Linked DNA regions of Mus musculus: region 2 is linked to region 1. Evidence: chromatin contacts called from public Hi-C data. All regions are on one chromosome and are shown on one strand. The core of a region is the stretch at or near the end of the contact, and the rest is flanking DNA. Distances in the headings are between cores, read along the strand shown.

The links. Hi-C and Micro-C count contacts between places; a contact is called where the count stands out from the background.
Region 2: a contact with region 1 is called in a Hi-C map of rod photoreceptor, with 2.6 times the contacts expected there. The contact joins two enhancer-like sites. A contact is called at or near these places in 8 of 15 datasets of contacts at CTCF or cohesin (CD8 T cells, the NIH/3T3 cell line, embryonic stem cells and 2 more), 24 of 484 Hi-C or Micro-C datasets (the 63-12 cell line, the Patski cell line, bone marrow-derived macrophages and 9 more), 13 of 115 datasets of contacts at active chromatin or transcription factors (the NIH/3T3 cell line, embryonic basal ganglia, embryonic stem cells and 5 more) and 1 of 9 other capture datasets (embryonic stem cells).

What each region holds. Positions count from the first base shown.
Region 1 is chr11:86,875,074-86,877,773 of GRCm38.p6, forward strand. No RefSeq gene overlaps it. Among named protein-coding and RNA genes, the nearest start is that of Gm33742, 7.8 kb to the left of the region's middle. Within about 2 kb of position 1,383, at least 18 of the 459 cell types and tissues checked have an H3K27ac peak or open chromatin away from gene starts, as enhancers often do. A contact at or near this core is called in rod photoreceptor, where this site is marked.
Region 2 is chr11:87,012,176-87,015,003 of GRCm38.p6, forward strand. No RefSeq gene overlaps it. Among named protein-coding and RNA genes, the nearest start is that of Ypel2, 20 kb to the left of the region's middle. Within about 2 kb of position 1,461, at least 9 of the 459 cell types and tissues checked have an H3K27ac peak or open chromatin away from gene starts, as enhancers often do. A contact at or near this core is called in rod photoreceptor, where this site is marked.

The sequences.
Region 1 (2,700 bases), core at 133-2,632:
GCTGCAGAACTCAGGTAAGCAGAGTTACAGTGCAACCTGGTGGAGGTAAGGGGGGTTACTCTTGCCACAGAAAAGCCTGCGGGTGAGTCCAACCCTAGAGAGACGCAGGGACAGTCTGGGTGGTTAGGAACCTGGAATTTGCCCTCTAAACCTCGACTTCTGCATCCATAAAATGAAACATATAAGGAAATTTATTTGGAGACATTTTTGAGAGCACTGAATGAATACTAGCATATGGCCTTAGCCTCATGCCTGGTACAAATAATACATTGGTTTCTTTCTCCCCATGAGGACTGCTTTTGGTACATGCCACCTTTTACTGCTTCCACAAGCAAACCGATAAAAATTAGGTAAACTGTGGGGAAATGATAAAGTCAGATATGATGATACGATGACATATACCTGTATATTCCCCAGCAGAAGAATCAGGAGTTTGAGGCCAGCCTCAGCTACATAGTAAGTCTGAGGGCAGTGAATCTCAAAACAAATAAACAAAAAGAGGCAGAGACCAGCTGGGGAGGTGGTTCAGTTTGGTAAAGTATTTGCTAAACAGATGTGAGGGTCTGAGTTCGGATCCCTAGCACCCACTTAAAAAGTCAAGCGTGGTAGCACCTGTCTGAAATCTAGGAAGGAAGACACAGACGGATCCTTGGAGTTCATTGGCCAGTGAGTCTTAATGGATGGGTGAGGTGTGGGTTCAGGAAGAGACACAGTCTCAAAAAAGAAAGTGGAGGGGGTTGGAGAGATGACTCAAAGGTTAAGAGCACTGCCTGTGTTTCCCAAAGACCTGCCTGGTTCAATTCCCAGCACCTACAGCCATCTGTAACTGCAGTCCCAGGGGATCCAGTGCCCTCTTCTGGACACTGTGGGAACTTCATGTACATGGTGTAGAGGCCTGAATGGCAAAAAAAAAAAAAAAAAAAACCCTAAACAAACAAACAAACAAACAAAAAAGCAAAACAAAACAAAAAACCTCATACACATAAAGTAAAATTGGGGGTAGGGGGAGGAACCATGAAGGACCCCAACATGGACCTCTAGCCAGTATACTCATCACGTGCTCACTCGCACACGTAACTCCTCACACACAGGAGGAGGGGGCTGCTTTGGGCTATTTCTACACAGTAGAATGCTTGGCTTCTGACTGTTGATCCATGACAGGAGCTGTCAATTTGCCGTCCACCCTGAGGTTTCTAGCAGCAATCCTGGCATGCACAAGTATCTTTTCCTCCCTCCACAAAGAAAGGGGGCATCTGTGCATCTCTGAGATTTTAACACTAGGCTAGAACTGGGTCCTCTTGAGTGCTAACAATTATCCTACACACTTCCTAAGTTAGCTCAAAAATACCGACACTTAAGAACAGGTCAGAAGCACCTGATCGCTTTGAAGAGATAATTTCCTTAGATGAGACAAGAAGCAAATGAGTCGTCATTATGCACAGCCCCTCCTGCCCCCGAGAAGCCAAAGTATGATTTAATGTATTTTAGAAACCAAAGTTCAAAATGTGACTCTCCTGTGCAGAGGAAATCAATCTGTCAGAAGTACTTAGGGAGGGCACAGCGGATCCACCGAAAACGTCCAGGAGCAAGTCCTTGACCTTCTTCTCTGTCTGCCTGACAATGCCATTCAAACTCTGGCTGGCGACAGAAGATTGCTTCCTCTCCACGGCTGTGCCCTTGCCTAATCCCTGAGGCTCTGAGCTGAGGCGTCTGCTGGAGAGTCCCCCACAACTTAGAACACTAGCTTATCTCCGAGGAAATGACCATCTCTGCACTCCCACAGCAGGTCTTCCTCTCTCTGTCTCACTCTGGGTCCCCTTTCTTATTGTTATGCTGTTTATTATTTATTGGGGTGCCAGGGAGTGAACCTAGGGCCTCATGCAGTGAGGCTAGTGCTGAGTTACAGTCCCAGTCCCAGCTAGGACACCTGCCCCTGCCACCCCACTTTTTTAATGGAAGGAATTCTATTCTGTCAGTCATCTAGGGCTGGCTGCTAGGTGAGTCCTAGCCTTTTAAAAATTGAGTCCCCTCAGCTGGGCGTGGTGGTGCAGGCCTTTAATCTCAGCCCTTGGAAGGCAGAAATAGGCAGATCTTTGTGAGTTGGAGGCCAGCCTGATCTACAGAATGAGTTCCAGGACAAAGCAAGGGCTGTTACACACAGAAGTTGTCTCCAAAAACAAAAACCAAGCAAATAAACAAAAGTGTGGGGGGGGGGATCTCTCCATCATGGAAAGGGGGCTGGAGACAGAAAGATTGATGTGAGATTGAGATCCTCCTGCCTCCGTGACTGGGGAGCCAGGATGACAAGCACCACTAGGCCTCAGTGCAGTGCAGGGCTCAACCTAGGACTTCATCCGTGCTAGGCAAACACTTAACCGACTGAGCTACACCTCCAACTCTAAGGTTACTTTTAAAAAATCAAAATGTCAGGCAGATATTCCAAAGGTCCTGAATTCAAATCCCAGCAACCAAATGGTGGCTCATAACCACCCGTAATGAGATCTGACGCCCTCTTCTGGTGTGTCTCAAGGCTAGCCTGGTCTAAAAGTAAGTTCCAGACTAGCCATATCTATGCCGTGAGACTGTTAAAAAAAAAAAAAAAAGTCAAAATGCCAAGGGGTCTGCACTCTCCCCTAAGCATGCCTGTGTTCTCTCTTTTATTTTTAGGTAATACATGTTCCCAGCACTTAAGTAGATCTG
Region 2 (2,828 bases), core at 211-2,710, 140 kb after region 1:
TGGCACACACCTTTAATACCAACACTCAGGAGGCAGAGGCAGGCAGATCTCTGTGAGTTCAAGGCCAGCCTGGTCTACAGAGTGAGTTCCAGGACAGCCAGGGCTACACAGTGAAACTCAGTATTAGGGGGTGGGGGTGGGGTGGAGTGGGGGATAGTTGTGCACCCCCAAATCTGGACTGCTTTTCCTTTTTTAATTAAAAATTTCTCATAGGATATATTTTGATCATGTTTTCCCCTCCCCACCCAATTTTAAGTTTTATATTCTCTCTCAAAACAAAAAGAAAAACAACAAAACAAAACAAAACAAAAAAACTATACACAATAACAGAATGCCAGAACCAGAAATCAAGAAACAAAAACTCCCTACAAAAACAAAATTTAAAACAAACTGGCAAAAGACTAATAACACAAAAAAAGGCCTAAACAAAGCAAAACTAAGGAAAAAGTTCATAAAACACCATTGAGTTTGTTCTGTTGAGCAGCTACTTTTTGGCATGGGGTCTCCTGGACTGTGGTTGATGTACTCAGTGACACTCCACTGGCGAAAGCAGATTCCAAAACTGGTTTTCCACAGACCACAACCTCAGCTCTTTCTATTTATTGTCTATTTACTTACTTACTTACTTACTTACTTATTTACTTACTTTATTTATTTATGTACATATCAGCTTGGGGAGCTGTTTGTTTTTCTTTTGTCTTGTTTAATGCACCCTAGGACCACCTGTCTAGGGGTAGTAGCATCCACAACGGACTGGACCCTTCTATGCTTATCATTAACAAAGAAAATGCCCCGTAGACTTGAGTCTAAGCCAACCTGACATAGGGATTTTCCTAATTGTGACTCCCTCTTTACAAATGACCCTACTTTGTGTCAAGCTGATTTAAAAAAAACAAAAACAAAACTAACCAACACACTGAGTTGTCCTTTTAAAATTGTGTGTGTGTTTTGTACTTCTGAGTGTCAAATCTAGAACTTCTTCCAAGCTAGGCAAGTATTGTATCACAGACCCCCATCCTCAGCCCTTTTTATTTATTTATTAATTATTTACCTACTTTATTTATTTGTGTATGTGTGTGCGCGCACACACACGCATATTATCTTCATCCCTACTTTTTACTTACATTTCATTTTGAGACAGGGTCTCACTATGTAGCTCTGGCTAACTTGAATATAGTTCACTGTGTATACCAGGGCTGGCCTCTGCCTCCTGAGTGTTGGGACTAAAGGCATGAACCACTGTGCCTACTATTTACATCTTTCATTGCTTTTTTTCATTTTTTAGAAAATGTACATATGTATGCCACACACATGCCTGGTGCCCTCCATGGCCATAGGAGGGTATTGGCCTCTGTAAACTGGAGTTATGGTTGTTGTAAACCACCACATGGATGCTGAGAATCAAATCCCTGTCCTCTGCAGCAGTATGTGCTCTTAACCACGGATTTGCATATTTGCCATTATTTGCATATTTTATTTAGATCAGGGTCTCATTACATTCTCTAGGCCAGCCACAAACTCACTGTGAAACACAAGTGCTCCCGATCCTGTGTGGCTGGAATTACTGACCTACTAGTCTCAGCATAAGTTAGGGGACAGGAAAGACTGAAAGAGAAACCTGATAGGCCCTGGATGGCCTGGAATCTTAGCATAATCTTCTGGCTTCTGTTTGAGATTATAGACCTGCAGCATCAGGCCCAGCAATGTTTGAATGTTTGCTTTCTATAACAGAGCCTCACTCTGTAGCTAAGGCTGCCTTCTTAATCATGGCAACAGGCAACAGTAATCAGTCTCCCAACTTCAGGGATTATTACACACAGACTAGAGCCACAACACTCTTCTCTCTCTCTCTCTCTCTCTCTCTCTCTCTCTCTCTCTCTCTCACTTCCTCCCTTTCTCTCTCTCCCTCCCTCCCTCCCTCCCTTTCTCTTTCCCTCCCTCCCTCGCTTTCTCTTGACCCTAACCCTAACTCTAACCCTAACCTCTAACCCTAACCAGAACCCTAACTACCTTCTGGGTTCACTTCCCACAGCTCAGGGAAGCCACCAAGCTCACTTGCAGGGTACAGAACCCAGAAACTCACACACTGGAGGCAAGCACTCCACCAAATGAGCTACATCTCCAGTTCTCTTTTTCTTCTTGTTTTCCTAAGAGTCTGGATAATATTCTTCTGAACGATTATACAAATATTCAGTGCCACAAGCCATGCAAACCTTGGCCACTTTTTTTTTTACTACAACCTCATAAAATGTTTTACTGTTCCCCTAATTATTAAGTAGGTTTTTATTAGCTTGTGCTGTTTTCACAGATGGAAGACAGTGCTAACTGTGCAAAGCTGCAGGCTAAGAGGACCTTGAGATCACTTTGATCAAAAGCTGTGTAGAGAGAGCTGGGAACATAGCTCAGAGGCAGCAAATGCCCAGCGTACGGAGGCCCTAGATCAGTCCCCAGCCAGGAGGAGCAATGGGGGAAACTTATACTAGGGCTTCTGGGGCCTCCACGGAAAACACCTGCAGTTGGAATTTTCGTTTAATAACCTGTTGCTTCTGAGAGCATTATCTACCTCTGAAGATTTTCTTTTTAATGTACTGGGTTCCATTCCTAAAGCCTTTTAGTTAGCATAGGTGCTGGGATTCAAACTCCTCACAAGCACACTTTCAACTGAGCCCTCTCTCCAGCCCCACCAGATAACTTTTTTTTTTCTTTATTTACATTTCAAATGCTATCTCGAAAGTTCCCTATACTCTCTCTCCCGCCCTGCTCCCCTACCCACCCACTCCCACTTCTTAGCCCTGGCGTTCCCCTGTACTGGGGCATATAAAGTTTGC